Linked DNA regions of Mus musculus: region 1 is linked to region 2. A link is a contact called in public Hi-C data. All regions are on one chromosome and are shown on one strand. Each heading gives the region's core, a stretch centred on a gene start, on an enhancer-like site or on the middle of the called end of the contact. The rest is flanking DNA. Distances are from core to core; before and after follow the strand shown. Region 1 overlaps Pgs1 (phosphatidylglycerophosphate synthase 1). Region 2 overlaps Gm11725 (a long non-coding RNA gene).

What was found. Hi-C and Micro-C count contacts between places; a contact is called where the count stands out from the background.
Region 1: a Hi-C map of the N1E-115 cell line shows a contact between it and region 2, with 6 times the contacts expected there. The contact joins two enhancer-like sites. A contact is called at or near these places in 1 of 15 datasets of contacts at CTCF or cohesin (stem cell-derived epiblast-like cells), 24 of 484 Hi-C or Micro-C datasets (CD4 T cells, CD8 T cells, the HL-1 cell line and 17 more), 30 of 115 datasets of contacts at active chromatin or transcription factors (the HPC-7 cell line, the NIH/3T3 cell line, cardiomyocytes and 18 more) and 3 of 9 other capture datasets (adipose tissue, liver and pancreatic islet).

What each region holds. Positions count from the first base shown.
Region 1 is chr11:118,013,408-118,017,756 of GRCm38.p6, forward strand. It overlaps Pgs1 (phosphatidylglycerophosphate synthase 1), which reads left to right. Exons shown (of 10, transcript NM_133757.2): 8 at 1,167-1,315. Among named protein-coding and RNA genes, the nearest start is that of Mir6933, 13 kb to the left of the region's middle. Within about 2 kb of position 2,169, at least 122 of the 459 cell types and tissues checked have an H3K27ac peak or open chromatin away from gene starts, as enhancers often do. A contact at or near this core is called in CD8 T cells, the HPC-7 cell line, the N1E-115 cell line and 1 more, where this site is marked.
Region 2 is chr11:117,889,530-117,893,924 of GRCm38.p6, forward strand. All of the region lies in intron 2 of Gm11725 (a long non-coding RNA gene), which reads left to right. Among named protein-coding and RNA genes, the nearest start is that of Tha1, 18 kb to the left of the region's middle. Within about 2 kb of position 2,317, at least 72 of the 459 cell types and tissues checked have an H3K27ac peak or open chromatin away from gene starts, as enhancers often do. A contact at or near this core is called in CD8 T cells, the HPC-7 cell line, the N1E-115 cell line and 1 more, where this site is marked.

The sequences.
Region 1 (4,349 bases), core at 919-3,418, 120 kb after region 2:
TGGAGCAGAGCTGCTGGCCAGGGGGTGGGAGGGACACCATCCTCTGGCCTCTTGTCTTATTGCTGAAGCCGGCAGGTGGCTTTGCTGAGGCCTTCAAGGGCAGGACACCAGCCACAGAAGTGAGCAGCAGCCCTGTCAGCTGTTGCCCAAGCAGTTCTTGAAACTCTGCTCTGCATGGACATTAGGAAGCAGTTTTCTGCTGTAGCAGCATGTGTGTTACATACAGGCCATGTGTCTGTGATGTCTCAGCATGTGTGTGGGCTCTCTGTGGATTTCGTTGATGGAGGATCTGTGATGGGAGGGCCACAGGGAGCTGGCCTGGTGCAGACCAGGGGAGCTGGCTGGCTTTCTTGGATAAACTTCCTCAGGCTAGTAAGGGGAAGAAGGGTAGAGGCTGCTAGGCTAGCCTGGGGAGGACAGATGCTCAGGACTAGCTCTGTGGGGCTTGGCTCTGAAGCCTTGGAGCTTGAGATCATAGAAGAGAGTGCAGAATGGGACCTGCCATAGGCATCTAGTAGTACTTAAGATCCTGCTAGAACAGCAGTGTCCCCATGTGTACTGTGACAGAGCAGCTTCTGTGGGACCCACTGGCAGCACACTTCTTTATGTGGTGCAGGTGGTAACTAGAGACACGAGCAAACTCCTAGGTGTCCTGAGGTAGAAAAGGTGGGCAGCTGTATGTAGGCAGGCCTGGTCCTACCAAATGCCTCAAACACCATGTGACAGCCACCTCTGCTGTTAGGTAGGGTAGAGCCTACTTGCCTGTTTGTTCTGGGCTCCCAGAAGGGATGGAGGCTCTGGTGAGCTCCGTCTTGAGCTGCACTTTGCCAACAGGTGCTTCAGGCAGTTGAAAGAGCTGGGGCTAGTGGTCTCTGGAGAGCAGTTAGGGGGAGGGGAAGACCCCAAGGACATCATTGACAAAGTTCATTCAGAGAAGCCAGCTCTCCCTGCTAGGGGCGTGAGCCACAGCCGAAGTAGCAGAGAGACAAATGGCCCTGCACTCAGTGGTGTGGAGCACCATGGCAGTAGCAGGCAGGAGGGAGCCTGGTTCAGTGCGCCCTGATGCTGCCCTGTGGCTGCTTCCCTCCTAGGTTGAGAGGACGGTGTGTGGCAGAGACCTGGCAGGTGTTGAGCTCACTTCCTGTCTGCACTTCCTTTTCCCGCAGGCCTCTGGCTGTACCTGGCAGGGAGCAGCCTGCCCTGCCTCACGCTGATTGGCTCTCCTAATTTTGGGTACAGGTCAGTTCACCGGGACCTGGAAGCCCAGATTGCCATCGTGACGGAGAGCCGGTCCCTGCAGCAGCAGCTTCATCAGGTTGGTTGGAGCGGTAGGGTTCTTGGGTACATGGTTGTCCTCACAGGCGGCTCGTGCCTTTGTCAGTAAAGACAGGAAGTGAGACTGTGTGTCTCTCAAGTCTAAGAGAAACCCTGCAAGGCTAGACCTTTGACTATTGATTGCACTGCCAGGGTAGGCTTGAATCTTGCCAAGGCCATTCCCTCCTTCCATGCTGGAGAGACCACCATTTCCTCACTGGGGCATGGGGCCCAGTCGTTTCTAAAAGGGAGGGTGAATCCCAGGGTTGGCTGTGGCTGTGTGGCTGTGGCCCTCCCTGTGGAGCAGGCAACAGACAGCTCAGGACTCAGACATGCTGTCCTGTGAATTCTCCTGCAGCAGAGCCCTGCGCTTTGGTCTTGGAAGGACCTAACAGCTTTGCTTTGCAGGAGCCCCTGTGTGGGTTGGAACAAGATTCCTATTGGAGTCTTGGATATAGGACTCTTGCTCCCAGGCAGACCTCCAGAGCCGTGCTTGGTGGTTTTTATTTTGGTTATTTAAGTCTATCATGTGTGTATGAGGTGAGTGTGATGTGCGTGTGCCACGACACCTGTGTGAAAGGTAGAGGTCCATTTATGCAAATGGGCTCTCTTAAGGTATTTGCGTCTCGGGCTTGTAGGCCAGGCTCCTTCTGTGCTGAGCCCTCCCGCTAGCCTGCACACTGACATCAGGCTGCGGTGTTTGGGAATGGCTGTTCACAGCTTTGCTGGTGAGTGGGTGGGGAAGTGGCTCTTACTGCTTTGTTCTCTGGACCTGCTACTGTGTCTGGAACCTTGTCACCAAGGGCCAGGTGCCAGTAAGGTTCTGTGACAGGGCAAGGGGAAGTGACAACAGCCATGCCCTATAGCCAGCGGGTGATTGGGTGTGCTAGCAGATTTCCTTCAGCTGACTGAGGAAGCTCTCAAGCTAAGGGCTTCCCATAACAGGGTAACTGTTAGCCTCGGAGCCTGACTGTGAGGAAGGGGCGAGCCTGTGGCTCTGGACAGTGGGTCTGCCGGATTGTTCTTGCTGGTGCAGAGAGCTCTGTGCGCAGATGCCTCCCCAGAAAGAGCTGCTAATGCTTCTGGCCTAGGCAAGAATGAATTCTGGGAGATTTGGGGAAGCAAGTGCCCAGGCTTGTGCCCCAGGTCCTAGTACTGACAAGACCCCACTTCCTGAGATGGGGACTTAAACCCACATCCTGGATTTTGAGAAAGCAGCCTGGTTGTGGTCTGAGCTGATTTCTCAAATGACATACTTGGGATAGTTTCTTCCCAAACCTGCCTCCCAGGGGCTTTGGATGGTGGGAAGGTGGCAGCTCAAGCTGCTGTAGCGCTTCCATTCTCTACAGTGTATTGATTCAGGGTCTGTGAAGTAGAGATGAGTTTCTAGATGGCTCCATTTGCTGCAGTGTGCTTTGAGGCCTGCAGCTGGCCTCCTGACCTTCAGTGTCTGGTTGCTGAGTGCTGTGTGCAGCCTCGAGTGCCCAGCCCTTGGCCTGTGGCCCCACACTCAGAAGTCTGCTGCAGTTCTCTTGGGACCCAGGGAAGGGCCCTGTCTGTGTATGGAGCCTTGAAAATGGAAGATATTTTTACCAGAGCCCCGAGTCCCTCCCTAGTAGAGCGAACAGTAAGAACTGAAAGCGTCCTGGTTTGGTTCAGAGCTTAGCTTCCCACCTGACCTGAGAGGCTCCTCGCACAGCACTGTGACCCCACCAGCTGACTTCCTCCTCCATCCCTGCTGCGGCCGCTGTGAGGACGCAGAAGCGTTTCTGGTAATTTAATTGAGATCTTGGCTGGGTGTTTACTAAAGAGCAGAACTGGAGCTGAGTCTGTGGAGACTTCTACAAACCAGTCCCAAGCTGGCTCCTCCACAGAAACAGCCCATAGAACCTGAGGCTGGTATTCATGGCGTGTGGGGACTGCCATGATGGGAAAGCCAGCTGTGAGGACAGAGTTTGAAAGTTTGGCATGGGCATTGGCTTCAGGATGCTGCCTCTGCGACAGTCACAAGTTTGAAGCAAGTACAGGGGATGTGGAGCTGGGCCCTGGGTCTCTACCTCTGTGGGCAGTGCCTCAGAGACTTCGGTGAGGTGTCCTCTCAACTCTGCTGACTGGAGGGACTGCTGATGAGTCTGTCCCTCCTGAGCTGATCTCTTCTCGGTTTTTTCGAGACAGGGTTTCTCTGTATGGCTTTGGCTCTCCTGGAACTCAGTCTGCAGACCAGGCTGGCCTCAAACTCAGAAATCCGCCTGCCTCTGCCTCCCAAGTGCTGGGACTAAAGGTGTGCGCCACTTTCTCAAATGACATACTTGGGATTGCTGCTGCTCCTCCTGCTCCTCTTGCTGCTGCTGCTGCTGCTCCTCCTTCTCCTCCTCCTCCTCCTCCTCCTCCTCCTCCTCCTCCTCCTCTTCCTCCTCCTCCTCCTCCCCTGGCTCCTCTTTCGGATGATGCTGGCCCTGCAAGGCTCTGTCAGGACCTCCTGTGTATGCTGATGGTCATAAAGCTGTGACCCTCAGAATGGGTGTAGGTGTGGCCCAAATGCTCAGGAATGCATCTGCCAGAACATGAGGACAGCATGTGTAGAGTGTCCATACAAATGTCCCCACAGCTGGCTTCCCCATTGTGACAGTTCCCACATGCCTTGTGTCTTAGGGTTTCTGTTCCTGCACAAACATCATAATCAAGAAGCAAGTTGATTCAAGAGGAAAGGGTTTATTCAGCTTACACTTCCACATGGCTGTTCATCACCAAAGGAAGTCAGGACTGGAACTCAAATAGGTCAGGAAGCAGGAGCTGATGCAGAGGCCATGGAGGGATGCTGCTTACTGGCTTGCTTCCCCTGGCTTGCTCAGCCTACTCTCTTATAGAACCCAGGACCTCCAGCCCAGTAGGCCCTCTCACCTTGATCACTAATTGAGAAAATGCTTTACAGCTGGATCTCATGGAGGCATTTCCTCGAGGGAGGCTCCTTTCTCTGTGATAACTCCAGCTTGTGTCAAGTTGACACACAAAACCAGCCAGTACACCATGAATAC
Region 2 (4,395 bases), core at 1,067-3,566:
AAGCCAAACTTAGCCAAGCCCCCTGGGCCTCTGGGAGGCCTTGCCTTGCGGGGGGCAGGGGAGACCCACTGGCATCCATGCTCCAACCTCTGGAGGGACCCAGTTGTATGCGGGGACAGTGGATTCTGTCTAGCTTAGCCTGAGCGGCAGCCCTGTCTGACTTTCTCCCTTGTCCCGCAGGCACAAATTGTTTTTCTGGAGGCTGAAAGGTCCCTACAGCCTGGATTTGGCGTTCTTGTGGGCTGTGGTACCCCAGAGGTCCCAGCAGCCCCCGCTTCAGTGTCCTGCCTTGAGAAGTGAGGAGATCAACTGTTTACCCATCTGAGGAGGAAGATGGTGCTTCTTGAATGACACCACCTTGCTGGCCCCAGGGACCCGTGGCCAGGCCTCTGTTAGGGAAGGGGCCCCATGGGGACACTGAGGCTGCAGGCCCAGGGGGGTCCATCTGCGGCTCTGGCGGGCCTCACTTCCACTGTGAGCTGCTTGCTGCTCTCTGCTGCAAGCTCTAATTGTTCTCTGTAGCCGGTGAGTAATTGAGAGGTCTTTGAAGGGAATTAATTAGGCTGCTTATTGACTGTAAATGCTTGCCGTGGATGATAAAGGGAAGGCTGGCCGCCTGTGTGGGCCCGACTCGGGCAACAATCGGACATTTCAGCCACATTCTGCTCCCTCTGGGGTCAGCTGCTCAGCTTGGCAGGGACCTGACCCTCTTGTCTGTCCTGCCCCCTCCTCCAGGAAGGGGCCAAGCACGCTGAGCCCTGCTTAGTCTATACCTCCACGCCCTGCTTCTGGTTTTGAAGGCAGTACTATCTATGCCACAAGTGAGCAGGGGTTTCTCCCACAGGAGAAATGAAGGGCTGTGCAGCGCGTTGGGAGCACTTTCCTAGAATGTTAGGGTCAAGTCCAGAGACAGGCTGGGGGCAGGTTCTTACCCTCAGCTCATACCTAGCTTGGGACCTGCTGGGCTGTCACTGGGCTCCAGCTGTCCAACCTACCTCCAGCCCCCACCCCCACCCCCACCCCAGTCCCAGCCCTTTTCTGGGAAGAAGGGAGAAACTGGAAATCTAGCAAGCATTCCTGCCCTCCTAGCGGGGGTCAGAGTGTAAACAGCCCTGCAGTTGGACACAGTTGGGGTGGATGAGGAGGGCAGGACCGTGCTGGGGTGGCGCCTGGCTGGCTTGCCAGGAGGTGGCACTGATAGCCTGGACTGAGAAGTAGCCGTGGTGGCTCCCTGTCGGATGGCCTCTGCTCCCTGCTGGCGGGTTCTCAGCTAGGTCAGCGCTGACCGGTTTGCTGATTTCATTCTTGCAGCAGCTTTACATAGATCCTGGCCGCAGAGTCAGCACTGGAAGAATGTTCTACTCTGTAGGGACTCTGGGCAGCCCCTGGCTTCCTTAAGGACTGGCTGAATGACTGAGTGGATCTTAGCCCCCTTGATCCAGTCAGAAGACCCACAGGGTGAGGGGTCTACCAGGACCATGGAATGTCACTACTGATGTCTTGTGGTGAAATACCGACTCAGCCACTGGGGGACAGTTCCAGGTGGAGCGTCTGAGGGCTCAGGAGTCAGCCCTAGATTCTCCAGCTGCTGCAGTTACTGGGTCCAGGAAGAACTTGCTGAGAGTCTCAGGCTGCAGGGTTGGAAACAGCTGGTGCCGAAGGAGGTCCAGTGGGGCCGTGCTCCAGACAGACAGGCTGTGGCAGCTCTGAGATAGCTGTAGGGAGAAGGCTGTGGAACCAGGTGGCTAGATATGAAGTTAGGGGACCGGGAGGAGATGGCAGGTGTCACCTTAGGAGCACAGGGACTTAGCTGTTGTCCATCAGGGAGCTAGGACTGTCATGGTCCTGGCAGGAGGAAAGATACTCTGAGAAGACTCTTAGGCACCTCCCTTTGGCTACTAGACTCTAAGAGAATGAACCCCTGAGAAACTGGAATCTCCACAGGAGACAGAAAGGGCTGAGGCCTGGTGTCAGCCAGAGGGGAGCTTGTCTCCCAGGAAGAGATTTCATACCATTCTGACAACTTGTTAGGCCACCTGCAGAAGAGAGGCCTTGTGCTTCCAGGGTCCAGCCAGGCGCTGGCATCTAGCAGACACTTCTGGTGCTTCCACAGCCCTCCTCGCCCTGTGCTGAAAGAAGCTCCCCCAGGGCTTCGTGAGCTGTCCTCTCGTGGGTTCAGTCATTGGCAGCACTTGCAGAAGTGGGGGGCCGGGTAGACCTGTGGTTACTTCCTCTGGATTTGTGGGTCTGTATGGTTTTCCTCCTCTCTCTTCCGCTGCCCCAGCTGCAGACACTCCACACACCATCTCTAACTGTCTCCAAAGTCCTTTGTGATGAGTTATTGCGTGTATACTTATAGTTGACATCTGCCTTGGCTGAGCCACCAAGTTGGTAAACAGGAAGACTTGAACCCGTGCCTACTCACCTCTATATTGCTTATCATCCCGCCGCTCCCCACCTCCCGACCCCGCAGCCCCTCGCGCGCGTGTGCGCGCGTGCACACACACACACACACACCTGTGTGATAACTGGGATTGTCTCCAGCTTCAGAAACCACAAATGGCTCTGAGAAAGAGAAGCCTGTCTTCCCCAAGGTTTCTGAAGCTGAGCACCTAGAACCTGAAGACTGTTGGTAGCCTCAGGAAGACAAGAGTCGAGGAAGAGTTGTGTACCCAAGGGGAAAGAAACAAAGGCAGCCAGGAGTTCAGGCCTGCCTGGAGCCCACCCTTCACTTCTGACAGAGGTCTCCTCTTCTGCTCCTTCCAGGTCTGGGTATCCATAGGTTTGCTCTTCTCAGCAGAGAGCCAAGAGACAGGAATCAGTGGCAAATGACCAATCAAATGCCTTTCTGGGGGCTAGGGGCGGGGCATGTAGCAAAGTGACCAATCAAATGCCTTCCTGTGGGCTGGAGCCGGGCCAGGCGACGTGAATTCACCTGTGCTGTCGAGGTAGATAGAATATGGCACCATTTGTGCTAAGCAGTCATTAATTCTGTTTTCAAACACTCAATGCGTCTGAGGGTGAATTTGAATTTTTGATCTTTCTTCCTTCCTTTTCCAAGTGCTGGGACCACAGACATGTACAAAGCCAAGGCTACAGATGCAGGGTTGTGGACGTGGAGAGGTTGGCAGAGCATTTGCCCCAGCGTACACAAAGCTCCGGGCTCCATCTCCACCACCCTGTGGTAGTGTTTGCCTCACACTGAACACCCTCAGCCGTCCGTCAGAAGGTAGGGAGATGCAGATCAGAAGTTCAGGGTCGTGCTTGGCAACACAGCAAGTTTTCAGACAGCCTGGACTACATGAGACTCAGTCTCTAAAAGAAGGTGGGCTGGGGCAGAGGACGACTGCTACAAGCATAAGGAGTTGAATTTGGACCCCAGCTGCAGAGGCAAGGGTCCGTAACCACAGTGCTCAGAGGGTGGAACTCACTGGATAGACAGTCTGGCCAAGTGGGAAGCACCTGGTCTCCAAAACTGAGGCAGAAGGCATTAAAGGTAGATTCCTGATGTCAGCCCACTTATGTATCATACACTGGAATGTGAAAGGACATTTCAAAGCAAGGGTGCATTATTAAAGCCAACTCTTGTAGCCGGGTGTGGTGGTGCACGACTTTAATCGGGAGGCAGAGGCAGGCAGATTTCTGAGTTTGAGGCCAGCCTGGTCTACAAAGTGAGTTCCAGGACAGCCAGGGCTATACAGAGAAACCCTGTCTCGAAAAAACAAAAACAAAAGAAGAAGCCAACTCTTGTCTTATTCTAACTTTGACTACTAATGTACGTGTGTTTGACGAGTGGGCACTCAGGCGACCGTGCACATGTGGAGGTGAGGGGACAACTTCGTAGAACTGGTTTTCCCCTTTCACCTTTAAGTGGGTTCCAGGGATCGAACTCAACACCAGGCTTGTACAACAAACATCTGCCCACTGAGTCATCTCACCAGCTCGCCCCACCTCCAGATATATATGTTATATATATTTGTTGTTGTTGTTGTTTGTTTTTGTTCTTAATACAGGGTTTTTTTGTGCAGACCTGATTATTCTGGAACTCACTGTGTAGACCAGACTGGGCCCAAACTCTCACAGAGACCCACCTGCCTTTGCCTCCTAAGTGTTGGTAATAAAGGCGTGTGCCACCATGCCTGGCTCCAGCCCTATTTTAAATTTTCATTGTGAAAGCATTGTGTTAGTCTCTGTTGCTCTGGCAAAACGCCACAACCAAGGCAACTCACAGAAGGAACGGTTTCTTTTGGCTTACAGTTCCTGAGGGATTGGTGTCCATCACAGTCATGACAGGGAAGGGTGGCAGCCGGCAGGTATGGTGGCCGGAGCAGCTGAGAGCTCACAACCTCGAACAGGAAGCAGAGAGTGAATGGAGAATGGTGGGGTCTTTTATCC